Linked DNA regions of Mus musculus: all the other regions are linked to region 3. The links are chromatin contacts, called in public Micro-C and promoter capture Hi-C maps. All regions are on one chromosome and are shown on one strand. Each heading gives the region's core, a stretch centred on a gene start, on an enhancer-like site or on the middle of the called end of the contact. The rest is flanking DNA. Distances are from core to core; before and after follow the strand shown. Region 1 holds the start of Nr1d2 (nuclear receptor subfamily 1, group D, member 2). Region 2 holds the start of Ube2e1 (ubiquitin-conjugating enzyme E2E 1). Region 3 holds the start of Thrb (thyroid hormone receptor beta).

What was found. Promoter capture Hi-C pulls out the DNA fragments that hold promoters and counts their contacts. A called contact is a pair of places that touch in the nucleus more often than the background predicts.
Region 1: a contact with region 3 is called in a Micro-C map of embryonic stem cells, with 9 times the contacts expected there. The contact joins the promoter of Nr1d2 here to the promoter of Thrb in region 3. A contact is called at or near these places in 9 of 39 promoter capture datasets (cranial neural crest, embryonic stem cells, frontonasal cranial neural crest and 4 more), 7 of 484 Hi-C or Micro-C datasets (LSK cells, Sertoli cells, Th1 cells and 3 more), 13 of 115 datasets of contacts at active chromatin or transcription factors (the 230-238 cell line, DN3 thymocytes, astrocytes and 7 more) and 3 of 9 other capture datasets (adipose tissue, liver and pancreatic islet).
Region 2: a promoter capture Hi-C map of pre-B cells shows a contact between it and region 3. The contact joins the promoter of Ube2e1 here to the promoter of Thrb in region 3. A contact is called at or near these places in 6 of 39 promoter capture datasets (cranial neural crest, embryonic stem cells, frontonasal cranial neural crest and 3 more) and 1 of 115 datasets of contacts at active chromatin or transcription factors (astrocytes).

The regions. Positions count from the first base shown.
Region 1 is chr14:18,237,794-18,240,493 of GRCm38.p6, reverse strand. Nr1d2 (nuclear receptor subfamily 1, group D, member 2) reads left to right here and starts at 1,388. Exons shown (of 8, transcript NM_011584.4): 1 at 1,388-1,683. The coding sequence starts at 1,668.
Region 2 is chr14:18,330,531-18,333,230 of GRCm38.p6, reverse strand. Ube2e1 (ubiquitin-conjugating enzyme E2E 1) reads left to right here and starts at 1,387. Exons shown (of 6, transcript NM_009455.3): 1 at 1,387-1,544; 2 at 2,097-2,281. The coding sequence starts at 2,130.
Region 3 is chr14:17,659,675-17,662,374 of GRCm38.p6, reverse strand. Thrb (thyroid hormone receptor beta) reads right to left here and starts at 1,415. Exons shown (of 10, transcript NM_001113417.1): 1 at 1,351-1,415. It overlaps LOC115488350 (serine/arginine repetitive matrix protein 1-like), which reads left to right and starts at 797. Exons shown (of 3, transcript XM_030248233.1): 1 at 797-1,143; 2 at 1,211-2,111; 3 at 2,444-2,459. The coding sequence starts at 797. The coding sequence ends at 2,087.

The DNA.
Region 1 (2,700 bases), core at 139-2,638, 580 kb before region 3:
CCTTATGAGACCCGGGCAGAGTTCTTACTCAGCTGAGCAGATTAGGGGAAGACCGTGGAGTTTTTCAGTGTTGAGGCAGAGTCATAGGGTCTATTTACTGTTTTAAAAATAACTGCTGGGGAGAAAAGACTGTTGGAGCCGACTCCAGAGTTGTTGCAGCAGCCCAGGCTAGACCGGATCTAGACTCACAGCCATGGCTCCCACCCCAGATGTGTTTGGGGGGAGAACAGCAGAGGTATTGTGAGGGTAGTCTAGCTCAACTTGCTAAGGATGAAATAGAGTATAAAAAGCAGCGATTTCTCGCCTGTTAGAAACGTTTAAATTGCTGATTTCAGGCTGATTAGCTAACAGAAAAGATTGCTATTGGTGGAAAGTGGGGAAATGTTCACATGTAAACTTGTCTATCTTACGACATGCTCCAACATTCTATACCTAAATATTCCTGGGCAAACTGGGATGCATTTTGCAACGGTCATACCCAAAGCCTAAAATTTCATATAAACTGTCCTATCGGTGCCAATATCTGTTAGCTCATTTAAAATATATACCTTAAAGCACATCTTCCTGGATTCACCTCAAGCACGTATCTAATTTGTTTCCATTTTCAGTTTGCTAGAAAATTTACATGCAAGGTGAAATGCACCAGTCTGTAGTATACTTTTGCTGAGTTCTAAAAATGCATGTACACATCCTAAATGAGAGAGAGGTCAAGGGACATTCCTAACCCGCTGATGGATATGGGAATCCAGAGCTGAGATTTTCGCTGGAAATGTGAATGTGAGGATCACCACAACACAGGTTTATTTAGGTGATGAGCCTGGATAAAACACCTAAGGTGATAGGAAAATGAAGGGTTGACTCCGGAAGCTAGATGTTGAGAGCGTTGGGCAGGAGACGCCAGTCAAGCTCAGAGTCCTGGAAAGCTTGGCGGCAGTAACCATGTGGGACCATGGAGGTGACCAGATTGGCTTGTGCTAGGGAGGAGGGAGCAAACAACCTCTAGCAGCGGGAGATCTGCAGGCAAGGGATAAGCGGCTGCGAGACAGGCTGGGAAGGAGGGAGGGGGGTGAGGTGAAGTGGGCGGGGTCGGTGCTGGGAGGAAGGCCGGGCCCGGCATGGCAGAGGGGCGAGGCTTGAACAGGAGCAACGGGAGGGGACGGGGCCGACGGGCCAAGTCCAGGGAGAGACGTATCCAAACAGAGGGGGCGGAGCCGGGAGAAGGGAAAGTCCAGAGCCAGAGTGTAAGGAATGGAGGGAAAAGGAGAGGGCGTGTCTGGGGAGGGGCTGGTGGGTCCACGGATTGGAAGAAGAGGTCAGGACCGCTCGTTGGGGGCGGAGCCTGTATAGAGGAAGTGGGCGGAGCCAAGGGTAGGAGCGGGAGAGTCGAGGAGAGGAGGAGCGGGCGGCCTGAGGAGGAGGAGCGGGCGGAGTCACCGCACCGCCGGCGGCGGCGGAGGAGGGGGGTGTGCGCGGATCACATGGTCGAGGAGCCCTCCAGGTCAGCTGCCGTGCCCGCTGCCGAGCCCTGCCACAGGAAACTGCTGTGCCGCGCTTGTGCCGTGCGGCCCCCAGGAGCCGCCCGCACCCGGTGCTCATGATGTGGGCCCGCGAGCGCCACCGCCTGCAGTCCCGGGCGGCGCGGTGAGGGCCGCACCCTGTCCAGCGCCATGGAGCTGAACGCAGGTAAATGTAGGAGGGAGGCTCGGGGGTCAGGGATGCGTGTCTGTGCGTCCATCTCGCGTGGGGTTGCTGGGATCCCGCACTCGGGCTCCCCGCGCGCCGGACGCCCCCCTCACATGGCCCTGCCGCACTGGCCACGTGCACGGTGTGTTTACGTTCGGCGGCGCGGGCGCTGGTTGGCTGCGCGGGCGAGTGACGCAGCATTACATAATGCGAGCTGGGTGGTGGCGGGCGGAGACACGTGAGGCCGCGGGGCGACCCACATTACCCGGGGCCGGAGGAACACGTGGGGGCGGTGCCGCGGGGGGAGCCCATAGTCTGCGCGAGGCCCCGCCCCCGGGGCCTCCGCCGTGACGTGGCCTCGGTCCCGGGTCTCCCGCTGTTGCCCACTGCGGGGCCCGCTGCGCATGCGCATCCGCCGCAAGTTCGGCGCTGGTCCCGCCGCAGTGCGCGCGGCAGCCTGCGCGTCCCCGGGTGACCCCGGCAGGGCTGACCTTGCTAGACAGGGAGTGCGTAGGTCGTTCTCGCTCAGAGTCTTGCGGGAGTCGCGCAGCACCTTCCGGATGGACAGCGTGTACAGAGCAATTCGCTTCCAGGGGGACTTAGCCTAGAAGTCCTTTTAAGCATGGAGGGGAGGGGAGGGGCTTTTCTGCTCGCAGCTCGCTCTGATCTGAGGACTGGTGATCTAGGATTTCAGAACCTTACGTAAAACTTTTATTTACGTTAAAAACGTTTTAGCTTCGCGCCCAAGAGTTTGAGGCAGATGGCGGCAGAAAGTAGCAAGCATGGGCTACTGTGTGAGATCCTCACTCAAAATGCCCAAAGAACAAAATAACCCCTTTTGTTTTCAGGACTGACTTTGAACCCCCAAAAGACATGGTCATATAATACCTAACCTTCCTCGCTTCGCTTTAGTCGACCGCAGTGATGACCCTTATACCTGAAGCAAATGAAGTTTTCATTTTGAATATTTTGAGTTCTTTGCACTTTTAAAAACCATCGCAGTTCTAACATATGTTT
Region 2 (2,700 bases), core at 138-2,637, 670 kb before region 3:
CTTTCTTTATATCATGTGTGTGTGGTAACTGAAGCCACTGTTGCCATGGGAAGCAATGTCAATTTGAATGAGGTAATTTAAAGTGGACCATGGAAATTCGAGTGCTGTTGTCTGCTCAGTACACAAGATCTCTGTGAACTTGGATGGCAGGGGTCTGTTCCCTTCAGGGTAAACGGCAAACTGGTAAGAAACTAAGTCCTAATTTAATGGTGGAATTAAAAAAAATAAATTTCGGTACAGTGCCACACAAGGAACAATTTAGTGGCATTGTTGTGTGATTATCCTAAAAATATTATTTGAATAGCATCATATTGGAGTAAAAAGAAAGTAGGGTGCTTTCTAGAACTTTTTTTCCCCATTACTAAGACTCAGACATATCTAATTTAAGAATTCCAAATCCTGAGGCAGGCGGATTTCTGAGTTCGAGGAGAGCCTGGTCTACAAAGTGAGTTCCAGGACAGCCAGGGCAAGTCCTGTCAAAATCATTGGCTCAAGGTTTATTTTCAGTGATCTTATAATCCCAAGCCCGGTCGTAGTTACCTGTCCCGAACCCCAATTGCATACATTAAAAAAAAAAAAGTCCACATCCTTTTCAATAACAAGTGAAAGGGGAAGGAGGGTGGTATCTAGTATAAAATTGCACATGCCTGGTGTCCTGAACAGAATCCCAGTCTGGGTTTTTTCTCACAGGCGTGACCTCTGCTCCAAGCACGTAATTGCCAGAGGGAGGAACAAGTGTCATCAGCTCAAAGGAAAAACCTGTTAGGGGTCTTTTCCTTTCCTTTCCTTTCCTTTCCTTTCCTTTCCTTTCCTTTCCTTTCCTTTCCTTTCCTTTTTCCTTCTCTTTCCTTTCCTTTTTCCTTCCCTTTCCTTTTTCCTTTCCTTTTCCCCCTTTCCTTTCCTTTCCTTTCCTTTCCTTTCCTTTCGTTTCTCCTTTCCTCTTTTCTTTTCCTTTCCTTTCTCCTTTCCTCTTTTCCTTTCCTTTCTCCTTTTCTCTCCTTTTCTCTCCTCTTCTCTTCTCTTCTCTTCTCTTCTCTTCTCTTCTCTTCTCTTCTCTTCTCTTCTCTTCTCTTCTTTTCTTCCATTCTTTCTTTTCAAACGAATCACTTTTGGGGAGGAGTCAAAGTCCTCGCCAGGAGAGTACCATCTTTTCCCCACACCGGCCCCCTCACTCCCCAGCCTTTTCCCAAAGCCCTCCTGGGAAGAACTTCCCCTGGTCACCCCGGGCTCCACCTGCCCCAGTGGCCCCCAATCCCGCCCGGTTGCCTCGGCTCCGCCCGGCGCGGCGTCCCCAGGCCAAGCCGGGGTCGCTCGGGGCTCCCGGGCCGCGGCCCCCAGGTGCGGCGGGGGAGGGGCGCGGGGCGGGGCGGAGAGGAGGAGTGGCGCGGAGCGTGTGCGGCCGGGGAAGCCATTGCCTGGTTAATAGTTGCTGTTGCTGCACTTCCGCTTCTCTCCCAGTGAGAGCGAGACACGAGTGGCCAGGCCCAGTCGCAGCCGCAGCAGCAGCCGCGGCGGCGGCACGGAGCAGCCAGACACAAAGAGAGGTGCGGGGGCCCCTCAGGGCGGGCGGGCCGCGGGGCCTGGGGCCGCGGGGCCGGGGGACGGGCGGCACCGCCGGGCCGCGGGCAGCAGGGCCGGGCGACCGGGATGGCGTGGCGGGCCCGGGCGGCGGGGGCCGCGCGAACTGTCAGAGCGGCCCGGTCCCCGCGGGGACCCGCCCGCCCGGGGCGCATTGTGCGCGTCGGCCTGCGAGCGCAGCCCCGCGTGGCCCGGCCTGGCCAGGAGCCGTGTCCCCGCGGCCCACGCGGCCCACGCTCGGCTTGCTCACCCACTCTCGCTGCTCGGCTCGTCCCGACCTCGCCAAACTCGAGCGGACGCCGGGAGGCCTGGGGGACCGCGGCGGCGGCTCCCGGCCCTCCCCGGGCCGCCCCCGCGCGATCGTGGCCCCCGTGTCTCTTCGGCCGGTGCGGCGGTGGGCCCCGAGCCTCTGCAGGCAGCGGGGGCGGCCCGGCCCGCGCCCTCCTGACAGCGGAGTTCCTTCCCTCTTTGCAGCGCCTGCATGGTCTGTGTTTCTGTTTTGTTTCCTCCCCCTGCAGGGGCCGTTCGCGGGGTGGGGTGGGGGGTTCGCTATGTCGGATGACGATTCGAGGGCCAGCACCAGCTCCTCGTCATCTTCGTCCTCCAACCAGCAGACCGAGAAAGAAGGCAGCACCCCCAAGAAGAAGGAGAGTAAAGTCAGCATGAGCAAAAATTCGAAGCTTCTCTCCACCAGCGCTAAGAGGTATCCCACTCCTTTCTCCACAGGCATCCGAGCTTCCCAGTGGCCTCGTGCTGCATGTCAGGGAGGGAGGCTTCAACGACGTTCTCGTGAGTTCTCAGGCAGGAAAATGGGGCATGGGAGTCCCACCTGTTTTCTCTACTGCTCGCTGCTTCTGGTTTTGTTAGTGCCCTCGTCCATATGCAGGAGTTGTGGTTGGCCTCGTCCGTTTCTTGTTGAAGTTTCAAGAATCCTCATTACTTTTATGAGTGACTCCCAATGTGATTTCAGAGTCTTCATCCTAGTAATCACGAATCTCTGACTTCCCGGAGGCTGTCATCATACTTCATTATTAAGAGTACCTTCCTGGGCAACTCTGTTAAAACTAGTTCTGACCATCTTTCTTCCTCTTCACCTGTTGCAGGGGTGGTGTTTTCTGAATA
Region 3 (2,700 bases), core at 166-2,665:
TTTACTTAATATCTCTCCGGGTCAATTGAAGCACGGCCAATCAGCATGAAAACACTCTAAAATCTGCCCCTGTCCAAAATACTTCCCACGAAACACCTTTTCATTAATGGTACCAAGTTCATGACTTCTTTCAGAACGGGAAATAACAAGCTGAAGTGAATTAGGGAGATCAGTCATCCAGAATATTCAGAATGAATCACAGAACGTTTCTTTACCAAAAAGAAAATTTTATTCCTTTGCAACACAGTGAGGATATTTCATTACAGTATCATCAAACATGCTAAACCAGAGATAAATCATATAAAGAAACTCCCCAACGGGTCTACACTACTTAATACGGTCATCGTTAACTAAATTGCTTGCTGTGTTCTCCTTTTCATGCATTGAACAAAGAATGTTCAGTTTTAAACAGGTCTTTAAAAACTGATCACTAGTATCTAGGATCAACCACACTTGAAGAGGAGGAATTTATGCAATGTTATTTTCTGATTCGACAGTCTTTGAGTTCTTCATGTGTGTGCAAAGGGCAGAATGGGATAGCGAACCTGCCTGCCCAGGTATTCTTTTCTTTATTTGACTCACTATAGAAATGCTTAATAGACCCTTTAAAAACTTCCCATTTGGGGCAAATTATACAGTTAGCCTTTAATTAAAAACAAACAAACAAACAAACAAAAAACCAAAAACAACCCACGTATGCACACTCCGCCCCCTCCCTCTTAAAAACAAACCAGAAGGCTTTAAGAATTAGCTCCAATAATAATCCCACTGCAGTCACGGGAAATCTTCCTCCAAAATGACAACTAACCCTAACAATAGAAACCCTCCAAAGACGTCTTTCCCGGTCTTAGGGAGCACAGCTGACACCACCCGGATCGTCACAAACATGCAGAACCCAAAAGAAGCAAAGGAAAAGAGCGATTCTGGAGGGAGGGAGCCTGCGGAGCGGATGAGAGGCAGACTGGCACTGAGCAGCAGCTTATTCAGGACCTTTCTCCTTTCCAAAGCCTGGAGTTCCTGTGCAGGAGCCAAAAAGATGGGACACGAGACCCACAGTCCCTTTAAATCGCCCACCCCCGCGCCTGTCAGCCTCTTCCGAACCCCCATGCCCTACAACTTCCTCCTCATGGAAACTTCCACTGGGTTCGGAGCCCAGGACGTCAAACTCCATTTCACAAGGAGCTTGTCCCTAGTTGGGTTCTGGCTTCAGGTCCCTGCACCGGGTGCCCGAGCCCGAGAGGAGCCGGTCTCAGAGGCCAGCTTCAAGGACAGAGCGCGTCGCTGGCCACCCGCGCCCGGCCCGCAAGACCTGTAGACCTCCCCCCACGCCCGCCCACCCTGCCAAGTTACCAGAGCGCTGGAGCCTGGAGGTGGCGCCCCAAGGCGGCGTGCTGGCGAGCTGCGGCCGAGCAGCCGGTGGCCTCAGCTCTGGTGCTCGTATTAGCCATGCAAAGTTAATCCCGCCGCGTCACGCCGGCCGGCCGCCCGCCCAAGGCTGCGCCGTGCTCGGCCGAGCCGCAGTCTCCTCCCCGCTCCGCCCCCTCCGCCACGGGGTCCAGTACTGCGCGGGCTCCCGAGCGAGCCCTATTCCCTTGACCTGTCAACTCTCCTCCGGCGCCGACGCTGAGGGGCGCAGCGTGGGTCCCAGGACACCGGCGACCTCTCTGCCGCGACCTGCGCGGGCGGCGAGGTGCAGGGCCGGAGTCTCCGACTCCGGAGGACCCAGCGCGGTAGCCTTACTAGGGACTAGGGTGTCAGCTCCTCCGCCGCTGGCGAACCGCCGACCGTTCTTCCCCTCTGGTCCTCTAGCCTGTTCGATTCTCCCAGCAGCTGCGGCAGGCTCAGGCCACCCTGGCTCCGCCAGAGTATCAGAGACGAAATGGCTTCCGGGCTGTGCTCCCTGCCACTGCCCGAGCAACCCTCCACTCGAGTGCCCTGCGCACCTGCCGCTTATGTGCAAATGTCCCCCGCTACGACTCTGCGGTAACGGCGCCTTGTGCGCCACCCTCCCCCGGGGTCACGTAGCTGCGGGTCTGGTGGACACGCGTCCACCCACCCAACTGCAGGAGCGTGGAGGATCCATTTGAGCCATCATTCTTTTAGTTGAAGAGGTAGGAGTGTGACAGGGGGTGGGGTAGGGTATGAATGACAGGAGATAGAGGGGATCTCCAGGGGCACAACCCTCCTGAGTCGCCCGACAGGCGCGGCAGGTGTCACCGCGCTCCTCCTTCCGCCCCCAAACCACTTGTGGTGCGCTTGGAAACACGGGGCGCTCAGATCCTCCTGTGGCTCTGGACGCTCTGCTCCCCCACACCAATGGGCAATGCCTTGCTTGCCCTAAATGAGAAGTGCCCCCCCCCCCCAACACCTCACTGAGTGTGTTCCGGGTTGGTTCTACAAGTAGGGTTTAAAGGGACACCTCGTTATTTCGCCTCTGTCCTAGAAATATAAGTACAAAACCAGAAGACAAAAATAATCTCCACCCTGGAAGGGTTCTGCACTTGCAAGCATAGCGCTGAAATGTCCATACCTCAAGTTCCGAAGGTCAGGTTGGGAGAAAACAGCGGGCGACAGTGTGCTGTTCCAGATGACCCAGGCAGTCTTCCAGCTACGCCTTGGAGGTAGGTTTTATTGGAAAAACGCAGAGTGCTCAGAGAACTCGCAGCCAATGGGAAGTTAACAATTGCGACAAAACTACTT